2 separate regions of the Mus musculus genome follow, and region 2 is linked to region 1. Evidence: chromatin contacts called from public Hi-C data. All regions are on one chromosome and are shown on one strand. The core of a region is the stretch at or near the end of the contact, and the rest is flanking DNA. Distances in the headings are between cores, read along the strand shown. Region 1 has its middle 18 kb from the start of Klhl5. Region 2 has its middle 28 kb from the start of Pds5a.

Region 1 (6,422 bases), core at 2,495-4,994:
ATGTTCAGCAAGTTGCCTCTTGGACCACATGACCTATAGGCCTTTCCATTCATGCTTCAGAATGTTTACTCTTTGAGAACTAGAATTAGGTTTAGGCAAGTAAAAATCCTTGAATTACTAGTGAATATAAATATGTGATTTGCATGCTATCTTATCACAAACATTATTTGTACTATTAGTTTCCTGTATAACCCTACATTCTGTAGCTATCAAAGATCTCAGAAAACATGCCACAAGTAGAAAGAGCAAAAGAGCTAGATGTGGTGGTCCAGGCCTTTCATCCTAGCATTCTGGAGACAGAGGTATCCAGATTTCTATAAGTTCAAGACCAGCCTGGCCTAAATAGCAAGTTTCAGACCATCCAAGGTAACATAGTGAGATTTGAGACCCTGTCTCAAAACAAAACAAAAAGGAGAGAGAGATCTGGAACAAAACAATAACAGCAACAAATCCAAAAACTATAATTGAACTTATTAGTGTTTGGGGCTATTTCCAGCAAGTTTATGAGCCTTTTGGATCTATATTCTAGTTTATAAGACTAGTGTGGTTATAGCAAACAGTTCATTCGTGGGATATATGCTGAGAATTTACTGGTAGTAAAACAGCCTGAAGGATGCAAATGAGAACAGGAGGCAAGAGTTTGGATTGCCAAGACTCACATCTTATCCAGATAGTCTTCCATCCTAGGTTTCAGAAGTCAGGCAGTGAGGGCTGAGAGGATGAGGAATTGGTTTGAAATTTTATCTGGAGCTGACCTAAGGGAGTACAATACTCCTATACAAACATTTTTTGGTGGGGGCGGGGAGGGGCACCTGTATACAAAATGTTACCGTTCTGAAAAATTGAGAGCCAATGCTATTTATTCTCTTCACCCTGTTTGTGAAAAAAAGATGTTTGCTGAGTATCAAACAGAATAGGTTAGGCTGTGGTCACAGAAGATCCTCACGTCCTAGTGGCTTAAGTCAGCAAAGGTTTATCTCTGTCCTACTGTATGTCTGGTGAGGGTCAGCATGCGAGCTCTGTTTCAGGGGGTCACTTGACCCCAGGCTGTTAGGCTGCATCTCAGCACATTCTTCCACACTTGGGAGGAGAGAGGAAAGGATGTGCTGGGTAATAACAGCACAGTGGCTCTTCAAGGCTCCCATTGGAAGTGACCACATAACTCATAGCTATACCTAACTTCAAAGAAGTAGGGAAATGCTACCTTACCCTGCTCCAGAAGGAAGAGACCTGGCACGGTCTGTGAACAGTCTTAATGACCACTCTACTGAGCAGACTTCATAACCCTGAGAGTCAACACAGGATCTGAATAAGCTGGACCCACCATGGTTTTCAGTCTTCTATTTTAAAAACTGGAAAACAGCATTTCTGTGTGAGTGTGCGTGTTTAGACAGAATTGTGGTAATGAGGATTATAAAGAACATCTTAATTTGAAATGAAATGCTATTGAAAAACCCCACAATTAGATGTACTATTTTGATCAAGTGAGTTTCATTTTGAATTGTATGTCCATTCAATAAACATTTGTTAAATGTGTATAAGGCACTGTTAGGTCTTCTGAAAATAAAATAGTGAATGAGAGATTCTAATGCCAAAAGAAAATTGCTATAATTTGAGTTCTCTCCTTCTTTTTAAGGCGGCATTAACAAATTTTGGAGTGTAACACACACACACACACACACACACACACACACACACACACACAAACACTGTATTCCTCTTTCTTTGTTTTGCTCTTAAGGTTCATTTCCTAACAAGTTATATAAAATTACTTGAACTAGTCTAAGCAACCAGAATGTTTTGTTAGCAGTAATGTAGCTTTGTGTTGATGTCAGAGACCAGAAACCCAGTTGGGCCTCAAGGCCCTTGGCATCGCTGATAGTAAAGAGCAGGGCTGCTTTCTCTGTGTGGTTTCTTTCCAGCTTCTCTCTGCATGTTCATGCCATTGCTCTGATTCTCTATTGACTAGCCTTTCTCTGTTTTGCTCTTACAAGGGCGCTTTAATCTAAGAGTTCACAGGGTTGAAGCTAGAACTTTGGCAGTTTATCCAAGCCTAGCATTTTGTCAATGCACCGTGGAGGTTGGCCTTCTCAGTGGTTCCTGACTGTGGGTCACCAGCGTTTGGGGATGGAATGACCCTTCCTCAGGAGTCACCCAATACCATCTGCATATTGTATATTTACGCTATGATTAATGACAGTAGCAAAATCACAGTTCTGAAGTAGCAGCGAAAATAATTTTATGATTGGGGTCACTGAAACACGAGGAACTGTATTGAAGGGTCACAGCCTTAGGAAGGTTGAGAACCACTTAAAGCTTAAGTGCTCTCACTGTCAGAATTTGGAAATAATGGAGTTGACTCTAAAACAACAACAAAGTCACTGGCAACTTTGTAGATAAGAAGGAGGCCCTGTTCTAGTAGCGTCTGAGAAGTCTGAGATTAAAGAAGTCTGAGACGCCACTTAAAAAAATCTGTGTGATTAGTGTACTGGCTGGTTCTGTGTGTCAAGTTGACACAAGCTGGCGTTATCACAGAGAAAGGAGCCTCCCTTGAGGAAATGCCTCCATGAGATCCTTCTGTAAGGCATTTCCTCAACTAGTGATCAAGCAGGGAGGGCCCACTGTGGGTGGTGCTGGTAGTCCTGGGTTCTATAAGAAAGCAAGCTGAGCAAGCCAGGGGAAGCAAGCCAGTAAGTAGCATTCCTCCATGGCCTCTGCATCAGCTCCTGCTTCCTGGCCTGCTTGAGTTCCTGTCCTGACTTCCTTGGTGATGAACAGCAATGTGGAAAGTGTAAGCTGAATAAACCCTTTCCTCCCCAACTTGCTTTTTGGTCATGCTGTTTGTGCAGGAATAGAAACCCTGACTGAGACAGTTAGCATCAGTGTGCAGGTTGTCCTAGGACAGATGGATTATGATAATCAGGATGAGAAGGGAATCTTGGAGTTGATTTGTAGCTAGTGTATGCACTCTCCACACACAGGCAAATGCCTTTTTTTTTTAAAAAAAAAATCCTTTCATTCATTTCTTCCTCTCCTAAGATATAGGTGACTGAATTGTCTGCCTCTTACCTTCATGTCCTTCAGTCCTTACTCGAGACTCCCTGGCTTCACCTCAAAGCTATTACTGCAGAGAGAAAGTCCATGCTACTAGTCCAGCAGTTCCCTACCAAACAGACTGCTCTCCAGGACAGCTTCTACGTGGACATTTTAGACTTTAACATCCTGTTGTTACATTTCTTCACCGACTTCATTTTTATTCCCAGCAACTTTGTATTTTCTCTTATCATTGTGCGCTCCTCTTCTGTAGCAATGTCTCTTCCCAGACAAAAGGTATCCATAGCTGCACTTCAGTAGGCAGCTAAGGGGTGGGTGTATACGATATCTGGAAGAGCAGATTACCAGAAAAACATGAGGGAGGTGAGGAAAAACTGTGTTTGTTTTAGCAACTAGGTATGGTGGTGCATAGGTGCACTTAGAAGGCTGAAGGCAGAAGGATCAAAGCAAGTTTGACGGAGCCAGCCTGAGCCAAGTAGCAAGTTCCAGATCAGCCAGGGCTCACAGCGAGACCTCATCTATATGAACAGGCATAACTAGCTGTGCATGACAGGTAAGACCCATCAGGGGTGAAGGCTAAAGGAGGGTCTTAGGTGCAGACTGCACAGGATCTTGAGTCTCTGAAATGTCCTTACACATTTGTTGCTGTGTAAAAGCAGGATGGGTGTGGACTCATCTAAACAGTGCGGTGCAGGAAACTACCAGAAGCTTCCTTGTTTAGAAGACAGTCCTACAGTGACGGCAGCTTATCAGCAGGCCTGTGTTGGTGTTCCCGATTGGTAGACGTGATCTTCACAGAAGTCCGTACAAGCAGCTTGTACCATCTGAGTAATATCTCAAAAGAGGCTCAACTAGGGGGGCACCAAAGCCACTAGCTTTAAAACTCCATGTTCCCTCAACACATGACGTCTCTTACAGCTCCATAAACTTAGCTTCCAGGATCGTGGAAAGGATATGAATTATCATAAGAGCCCCCCAAAGCTGGGGTTTCTTTATATGAATCCAAATGCAAACTGAGTAACCTGGGAAGTCATCTTTACTAGGAGTAATGTTACCTTGAATGTAGATAATATACCTAATTCTACAGATTGCCATTGCTGGGACACAGAGCTAAGAGACTTAACTTTAAATGTTCAAGGGGAAAGGTTCGCTAACTTAAATGTCCGTAGTGAGTGTATGAGCTCGTTTGGAAGTATTCAATAGTATTTGTTTTCATTGATTTGATCTATGTGCTTAATTATTTTTAGTTATAGATGAAATATGAGATAGATGAATAGAATGTAAGGTATGATGTTGGCAGGGCAGGTGGGACCTCTAAGACATTAAAAACTCTGAATTCCATGCCAAACAATTTGGCTTTTATGACCGAGTAGGAGATTGAAAATGAATAAGAATTTTAGCTATAATGGTGTAGTCAAGAATCGTCCTTTAGAAGGTGTGATTGCCCTGTGAAGACTAGAGAGGAGAGGCTGGAGAAGGGTTACTTCATTTCTTCCTGTTATTTGTGGAAAGAAGGGCTAATCAATTGTGCATCTTACAGGACCTTAAAATTATGGAGTCTCAGCAGTCCTTCAAAGAGGCTAGACCCAGCTTGTCTTTTCTTTTTTCTTTTTTAATTCATTATATTTTCAAATGTTGGCTTTATTTTAGGTAGTTTTAAGTATTTTTGACAGTTTTGTGCATAAATACACTGTATTGTGATTACATTCACTAGCTAGTCCAAGTTATTTCTTGTCACCCCCAGACCCCATTGGAAGTTGAGAAGACCACCCTGAAGAGACTCTTGTATTTTTGAAATAGTGTTTCTCTGTGTCCTGGAACTCACTCTGTAGACCAGGCTGGCCTCAAACTCAGAGAACAACCGGTCTCTGCCTCCCAAGTGCTGGGATTAAAGGCATGCGCCACCAGTACTCAGATGAAGGGCCTCTTAAGAACATTGAGTTTAGCCTAAGATACATTTAACACTGAGAGATTCTAGTCACTGCTGATGTCCATTGATCTGCCATTTCATTCACTCCCTTGTCCAATTGTGCTTTTAGTTGGAACTATAAAACAGCTTTTTGGTGTTTTTTTTTTTTTAATTGCTATTCTTTTAAGTTTCATGTTAGGGCAAGCCAGGGAGTTGTTGAATGACATTGGCTTAGTTAACATTTGTAGTAACGAACTCATTTGTGATTATGAGCATTTGAAGACTAGTTTCTCTCTCTTTCTCCCCCTCTCCCTCCCCCTCGATCCCTCCCCCTCCTCTCCCCCTCTCACTTCCCCTCTCCCCCTCTCCCTCTCCTTCCCCCTCTCCTTCTCTCCCTCCTCTCCCCCTCTTCCTTCCCCTCTCCCCCTCCCTCTCCTTCTCCCCCTCTCCCCCTCTCCCTCCCCCTCTCCCCCCTCCCTCTCCTTCTCCCTCTCCCTTGCCCCTTCTCTCTCCCTCTCCCCCCCCTCCTTTAAAAAAAATGGACTAAGGCTTAGCATGGCAGTGCAAGCTTTTTGTCCTAGCACTTGGGAGGCAAAAGGATCTTGATGAATTCAAGGCCAGCCCGGTCTACAAAGCAAGTCCAGGACAGCCAAGGCTGTCTATAAATTAATAAATGAATGATTGAATAGGTGAAGATCAAACCCAGGGCTTTGTGCTTTCTAGGTGAGGGCTCTGTCAGTTCATCCCTATCCTCACATTCAGGTTCTAACTCACACTCATTCTCTCTGTCTCTCCCTGTGTCATCACATTTGTCTCCCCTCTGTTGTTTAAATTGTTCTTTATTCCCATTTCCTTACCAACTGTATGTTGTTCTAACATAAGCACTTGGAAAACTTGATTGATCCTGCGTCAGCTCAAGTCTGTCTGTGATTTTCCGTTATGTGTTCAGAGACCACAGACAACTTGTGTTGTGTTTGTGCCTGAAGAGTACTGATTGATTCCCTTTTTCATCTCCATTGCTGTAGAGCTTCAAGGGAACAGAAACACTTCTGGATTTGGTTCAGGTCAGTAAAAGACAAAATCACAGTTACTCACGCTGTAGCTTTTTATGACACATAAGACATTTGGGTGTCACAGCACATTTGCCAAATCATGGATCAGGCAAGAAGTTAGCCATGTTTCTCTCCATCTAGGTGGCCTCTCAGCTTCCATCCTTGTGCCCTGCAAATGTGTCTATGTGCAAACTAAGAGAAGCGTGTGCCAAGGAAACCCATTCCGTTTACCAGCTACCCAGGACTCTTCTGATTTCTTCTCCAAATGCTGAAACCTGAACTCAGGGTCTCACATGTGCTAAGCACATGTTCTTAGCGACACCTCCAGCCATAAAAGGCTATTTTTCATCTGCTAGATTGCTTGTCTCACCGTGTGGTTCTGGATCCCTGAAATTCACTCTGTAGAC
Region 2 (6,413 bases), core at 1,154-3,653, 610 kb after region 1:
TTTTCTTGGAAACACGGCCATCAGTTTGGAGGATCAAGTGTTGAGCCCCTGTGTCCACCAAGAATTGAGTGGGTTTCCCCTCCACTCTGGGTTACCCTGGGTTGGGGGAGGGGTGTCCAAACCCTGTTTCCCCTAATCACTGTCTTCACCCAGGGCTAAGACCTTTGGCGCTTTCCCCAAGGCCTGGGACTTCCTGCTCCTGGCTTCCGTTTGTTAGGGCTTTCTCGAGCCCAGTGGCCTCCCTCCTTGCAGTATGCGCACTGGTCCTTTTCAAGGGGTTTTCTGTCTCTCTTTGATTGGAGTCTCTCTTCTCTGCTTTCCCTCACTACTGTAGCCCGGACTCTCTGCGGATTCCTTCCCTGTCGCTTTTCTTTCTTTCTCTGTTCCTTCTCCTCTTCTGTCTCCCCTTTATGGTTGACTTTCTCAGCAACCTGCACTAAATCCCTCAAGAGCTTATCCTGTCATCCCTCTAGCCTCTGAAGCTTTTTCCTGTTGTCTCTTCTAGCCTGGTCTATAAAAGCCATTGTCACAGTAGCTTTGTGACAAAGATGCTGCTGGGGTCATAGGGTGCAAATTAGCGAATGCCCCCATGAGCTGCTCTAGAAAGGTTGTGGGCAACTCATCTGGTCTCTGCTTAACCTCATGTACCCTGGTCAAATTTGTGGGTCATCATGCAGCCCCTGAGACCTGCCAGTGGAGTCTGGTGGTGGATCTTTGGGCGCCCCTTACCTTTTGCCATATTGAAGTCCCAGTCAGGTCTAGTCAGGGAAAGCCCACTGTCCACGACAGCCTGGTCAATCGATGGTGCCCTCATGTCTGAGGGGGTATTCATTCTGGCTTCTGGCTTCCTTGCATTATAAATAAAACAGTCTCAAAGAGATTAACTGGCCCTTTGAAAAAGGGGGTGGGGGTGGGGGTGGGGGTTAGGCCTTCCAATTGTACAAGTTGGCCAAAGAGAAGGGCCAATATTGCATAGCCTGGTTGCCCTTTTTCAGAGGCCCATGTGCCCTTAATGGGAGAGCCACCATGGTATCAGGGGAGGTGGTTCTCAGGTCTCCTCCTGATCCTCCCTCCAGTAAAAGGGGGTGCAATGGCCTTGGTCTCATATGGGCTGAGGATCCCAGAAATGGTACTGGCACTGGTGAGGCCTTGGGGGCGAGGGTAGGGAGATTTGGAGGAGGAGGGTCTTAGAGTAACAGGTCCGCTGTTGAAGGATCTTGGAGGATCAAAATTTTAGGTCCGGATCCCTCCTCCTGCTCTTCCTTCTTCCTGATGGTCAGAACCTGTGAGGTGGCTCTTGAGAAAGAAAGGCTTTTATCTAGGTGTGTGTGTGGGGGGAGGGCTCCTCCACTAGATTCTTCTAGGTAACTATAAAGGGCCCTTGGTCCGGGTGCCTGAAGGATCCTGGCCTAAAGACTCTCTCCTCTACTGCTTTGATCACCTGCAAGTCAAAAAGTCCCTACAAGTGGGTCATGCAGAGAAGCAAAGAGTAACTAACTTGTCTTTTAGTCTGTCCAATATCCAAAAAAATGTCATCAGTCTAAGTCCAAGAACACAGAACAAAGTACTAACAAACACAAACTGTATCTGCCTCCTGAGTGCCAGGGGGAATCTGTGAGTTCCAGGCCAGCCTGGTCTACAGAGTGAATTTCGGGACTGAGGATGTAGCTCAGTGGCAGATCATTTACCTAGCATCTCTGAGGTACTAAGTTTAATTCCCAACACCACAAAAACAGACTAAAGAAAACTGATAGACCACATTTACACCTAATGAGATACAGTACCTAGTCTCTAGAGTGAGCAAGCTACTGAGATACAGGTAGACAGCAAGAGATGGATAGTGATAGGCTCCCTGGCGCCTCATAGACACCGCCCCCCTCGCCCCGCCCCGCCCCCTCCCCGGGAGTAAAATTACGGCTCAACAGGGAACCGAGAAAGAACTGAAAAAACCGGCCGGAAGGCAGTCCAGTTCTCTTGAAGCTGCTTCCTCCTTGTTTTTTAAAGAGACCTCCAGAAACTCTGTCATTCCCCCTAACCCCCGCCCCCATCTCCACCCCCAAGCACCTACTTCCTGCACAAAATAGGAATGAGACTGGGTGGGAAGATCCTGGAGGCGCTCAGGGCTTTGGGTTGTTCTAGTCTGCTGAATCTCCATTGCCAGTGAGAGATCTTTGCATCTTCGGTGGGACTCCACCCCCCTGCTCCCCCAACACGTACATTCACACAGCCACCCTCGTGCTGTAGGCGGGACACCCCCAACACACATTCACACAGCCACCCTCGTGCTGTAGGCGGGACTCCCCCCACCCCCAACACACATTCACACAGCCACCCTCGTGCTGTTTAGCCTGAATAGCCGGAGGAAATTGTTCTCTCTTTCCAATGCAATAGGCAGGCCAGATCTCAAGACCGACCTCTACCGGTAACTGGTAACCGCCCTTTGCTTCTAGATCTGTAACCAGATTCAAGTCCCAGCAGGCCTCTAAAAGTGAGGTAGCAACTGAAACCTGTGAAGAGGTATACTGGGCTAGAAAGAATTGTTTGAATAGACACGTTTATACCATCAGAGATCCAGGGAACGTGTGTGAGAAAGGCTTTTAGAGATGTTGGGTAACGGTGAAAAAAAAAAACAAAAAAAAAAAACATAAACCCGAATCTGGCTAGTTTAAATACCAACCTACTAAGTGATTCTAAGGTTAATAGTGTCACCATGGGAGTTCCAAAAGTCATTACTGGTGGGCCCAGAAGCTCATGTTCTCAGGAGAGAGTTTGAGGCCAGCCTGGGTATTGGGAGTCTGCTATGTTCCAACCATAGACTGCCATGTTTGTGTCTTTCCACAATGTCAGAATTTATTGACTAACAATACATTTACAAGCTACAGCGATTTTGTTGCCTGAAATTTTCCACGTTGTTTCTATTCCCCTTGATAAATGATTAACAAGCACAAGTTTGTTTTTTTTTCCCCTAATCTATTTGTAGTTTTAATTTTGTGTGTGGTATTACATATGTATGTGTGTGGAGGCCTGAAGTTAGTTAATTACTTTCTACCATTAAAATTTTGGGGGTGGGAGGATGGGGCTGGATGGCTGGCTCAGTGATTAAGAGAACTTGTTGCTCCTGCAGAGGATCTGTGTTCAATTAGAGCACCTACGTGTTGCCTCACAACCATCTGTAACTTTAAATTCAGGAGATCTAATGGGCCCACGGAGCACCAGACACACACTTGGTATGTGTACATATGTGCAGGCAAAACACATACACATAAAATAAATCTTAAAGAATTAAAATATTTATTATTTTTAATTAGGTATATGTATATGTATCTATACATAGGTATGTGCGTGAGTATGGGGTTCCACTGGGTATTAGATTTCATACAGATAGAATTACAGGTGATTGTGAGCTGTCTAATGGGGAGGCTGAGAAATGAGCAATATTCACTCTTTACTACTGAGCCATCTATTCAAACCCTCCCTATTAATTTATTTACTTATTTTTGAGATAGGATCTCAATACATATACATATACATACACATACACATATACATATACATCCCTGCTGGCCTAGAACTTGCTATGTAGACCAAGCTGGCCTTGAACTTGCAGAGATCTGACTGCCTCTGTTTGTCCAGGGTTAGCATTAAAGGCATATTCTCTCATGCCTGGGCAGTCACCTTTATTTTTTAAGATAAGGTCTTAGTTAGAGTTTTCTATGCTGTGATAGAACACTATAGCCAAAATCAATGTGAGGAAATGACTTATATGGCTTATACTTCTATCACAGTCCATTGTCTAAGAAGGTCAGGACAGGATTAAATAGGGTGGGAACCTGGAGGCAGGAGCTGATGCAAAGGCCATGGAGGAGTGCTACTTAATGGCTTATTCTTTTTTTGTTGTTTTGTTTTTTTGTTTTGTTTTTTGAGACAGGGTTTCTCTGTATAGCCCTGGCTGTCCTGGAACTCACTCTGTAGACCAGGCTGGCCTTGAACTCAGAAATCTGCCTGCCTCTGCCTCCCAAGTGCTGGGATTAAAGGCATGCGCCACCACCGCCCAGCTTAATGACTTACTCTTTTTTTTTTTAAGATTTATTTATTATTATACATAAGTACACTCTAGCTGTCTTCAGACACACCAGAAGAGGGCGTCAGATCTCATTACAGGTGGTTGTGAGCCACCATGTGGTTGCTGGGATTTGAACTCAGGACCTCTGGAAGAACAGTCAGTGCTCTTACTTGCTGAGCCATCTCACCAGCCCTTAATGACTTACTCTTGTGGCTCATTTTGCCTGCTTTTTTGTAGCACCGAGAACCACCAGCCCAGGGGTGGCACTATTCATGGTGAGCTAGACCCTCCCACATCAATAATCAATTAAGAAAATGTAGCACAGGCTTGCCCACATGCCAATCTGGTGGATAGATTTTTTTTTCCTTTTCTTTCTTCCTTTCTGTTTTGAGGGTTTGAGGGAGTTGAGACAGGGCTTCTCTATGTAGTCCTGGCTGTTCTAGAACTTGCTCTGTAGACCAGGCTGGCCTCAAACTCAGAAATCCACCTGCCTCTGCCTCCTGAGTGCTGAGATTAAAGGCATGCGCCTCCACACCAGGCTTGTATCTTGTATGTGTGTTCTGGAGACCCACACTCAGGTTCTTTTGCTTGTGTGGCAGGTACTTCTCCCACTGAGCCATCTCCCAATCCCTTTTCTCCCAATCTTTCTTCTTCTTCTTCTTCTTCTTCTTCTTCTTCTTCTTCTTCTTCTTCTTCTTCTTCTTCTTCTTCTTCTTCTTCTTCTTCTTCTTCTTCTTCCCCTTAAATATCTTGTTTCTTTTTCTTTTCTTCTTTTAAAGATTTATTTATTCATTATATATAAGTATACTGCAGCTGTCTTCCAACACACCAGAAGAGGACATCAAATTTCATTACAGATGGTTGTGAGCCACCATGTGGTTTCTGGGATTTAAACTCAGGACCCCTGGAAGAGCAGTCAGTGCGCTCAACTGCTGAGCCATCTCTCCAGCCCCTTTTCTTTCTTTCTTTCTTTCTTTCTTTCTTTCTTTCTTTCTTTCTTTCTTTTTTTTTTTTTTTTTTTTTTTTGAGACAGGGTTTTTCTGTAGCCCTGGCTGTCCTGGAACTCACTCTGTAGACCAGGCTGGCCTCAAACTCAGAAATCCGCCTGCCTCTGCCTCCCGAGTGCTGGGATTAAAGGTGTGTGCCACCATGCCCGGCTTCTTCTCCCAATCTTAGCCACTAATATTAACTCTCATCCCACACATTACATACCACATGGTAATTAAATTTGTATATATATATGCCAGTTACAAGGGTTAAAGAGGCCACAGTAAAGTTCAAGGAGTTCAAAGAGGCTTTATTGTAGGCAAGAGCTGATAGAAATGAGAGGCATCTCAGGCATGGGAGGCTATCAGATAACAAAGACTATTGGGAAGCTGCTGGAGGTCTTGCCACAGAGTACAGGCAGTTACAGGCTGAAGCCAAGACTCAATTTTGAGCTGGGCAGGGTGATGCACACCTTTAATCCCAGCACTTAGGAGACAGAAGCAGGCACATCTCTAAGTTCCAGACCAACTACATAGTAAGTTCCAGGACAGCCAAGACAGCATCATGAGACCTTGTCTCAAAAAATAAACAAGATTCATGAGTGGGTGGAGCTGCTCAAGTGACATGCAGGACTGAGTTCAGGGGGACAAACAAGCAGATATATATATATGGCTGTCTGAATAGGACATGTTAGCAGTGGAGACCAAGCTGAGCTGAAGATATTGGACAGTCAGATCTTGTTCACCAGTCTTCTGCCTATGGGTCCCTTGACAAGACACATACAGCTAAGTAGGGTTCCGCCTGCTTCTGCCTCCCAAGTGCTGGGATTAAAGGTGTGTGCCACCACTGCCTGGCTCTTTTCTTTGATCTTTTAGACTTATTTAATTTTATGTGGATCAGTGTTTTGCTTGTATGTATGTATGTGCATCACATGTGTACCTGGTGTCCAGAGAGTCCAGAAGAGAATCAGACCCCCTGGAACTAGAGTTACAGACAGTTGTGGGTGTCAGGAACCAAACTTGGGTCCTCTACAAGAGCGGCAAGACTTCTTAAACTCAGAGCCACCTCTAGAGAGGTCTAGAGTCCAAGAAATGAAGATATTCTAAAGAGACACTGTATACCTTTCCTTTTGGCTAATAGACTGTTAAAAGAACACTCCCTGAATAATTGGAATGTCTCCAGGAATCTCACGCTGGGAGAAGGGAAAGTCCCTGAAGCCTGGTGATAGCCACGGAGACATTCAGCCTGATACCTTGTCAGGTCACTTTGCCGGAGAGACTGGAGCTGGCAGGCGATGATGATGATCAAGGCCACACCTTGAGGCCACTGCTAAATTATACTTCTTGCCCTCCATTTAAACCTA

What was found. Hi-C and Micro-C count contacts between places; a contact is called where the count stands out from the background.
Region 2: a Hi-C map of CD4 T cells shows a contact between it and region 1, with 2.8 times the contacts expected there. The contact joins two enhancer-like sites. A contact is called at or near these places in 1 of 484 Hi-C or Micro-C datasets (CD4 T cells) and 2 of 115 datasets of contacts at active chromatin or transcription factors (bone marrow-derived macrophages and effector CD8 T cells).

What each region holds. Positions count from the first base shown.
Region 1 is chr5:65,109,812-65,116,233 of GRCm38.p6, forward strand. It overlaps a transcript of Klhl5 not described here. Among named protein-coding and RNA genes, the nearest start is that of Klhl5, 18 kb to the right of the region's middle. Within about 2 kb of position 3,745, at least 26 of the 459 cell types and tissues checked have an H3K27ac peak or open chromatin away from gene starts, as enhancers often do.
Region 2 is chr5:65,722,543-65,728,955 of GRCm38.p6, forward strand. No RefSeq gene overlaps it. Among named protein-coding and RNA genes, the nearest start is that of Pds5a, 28 kb to the left of the region's middle. Within about 2 kb of position 2,404, at least 335 of the 459 cell types and tissues checked have an H3K27ac peak or open chromatin away from gene starts, as enhancers often do.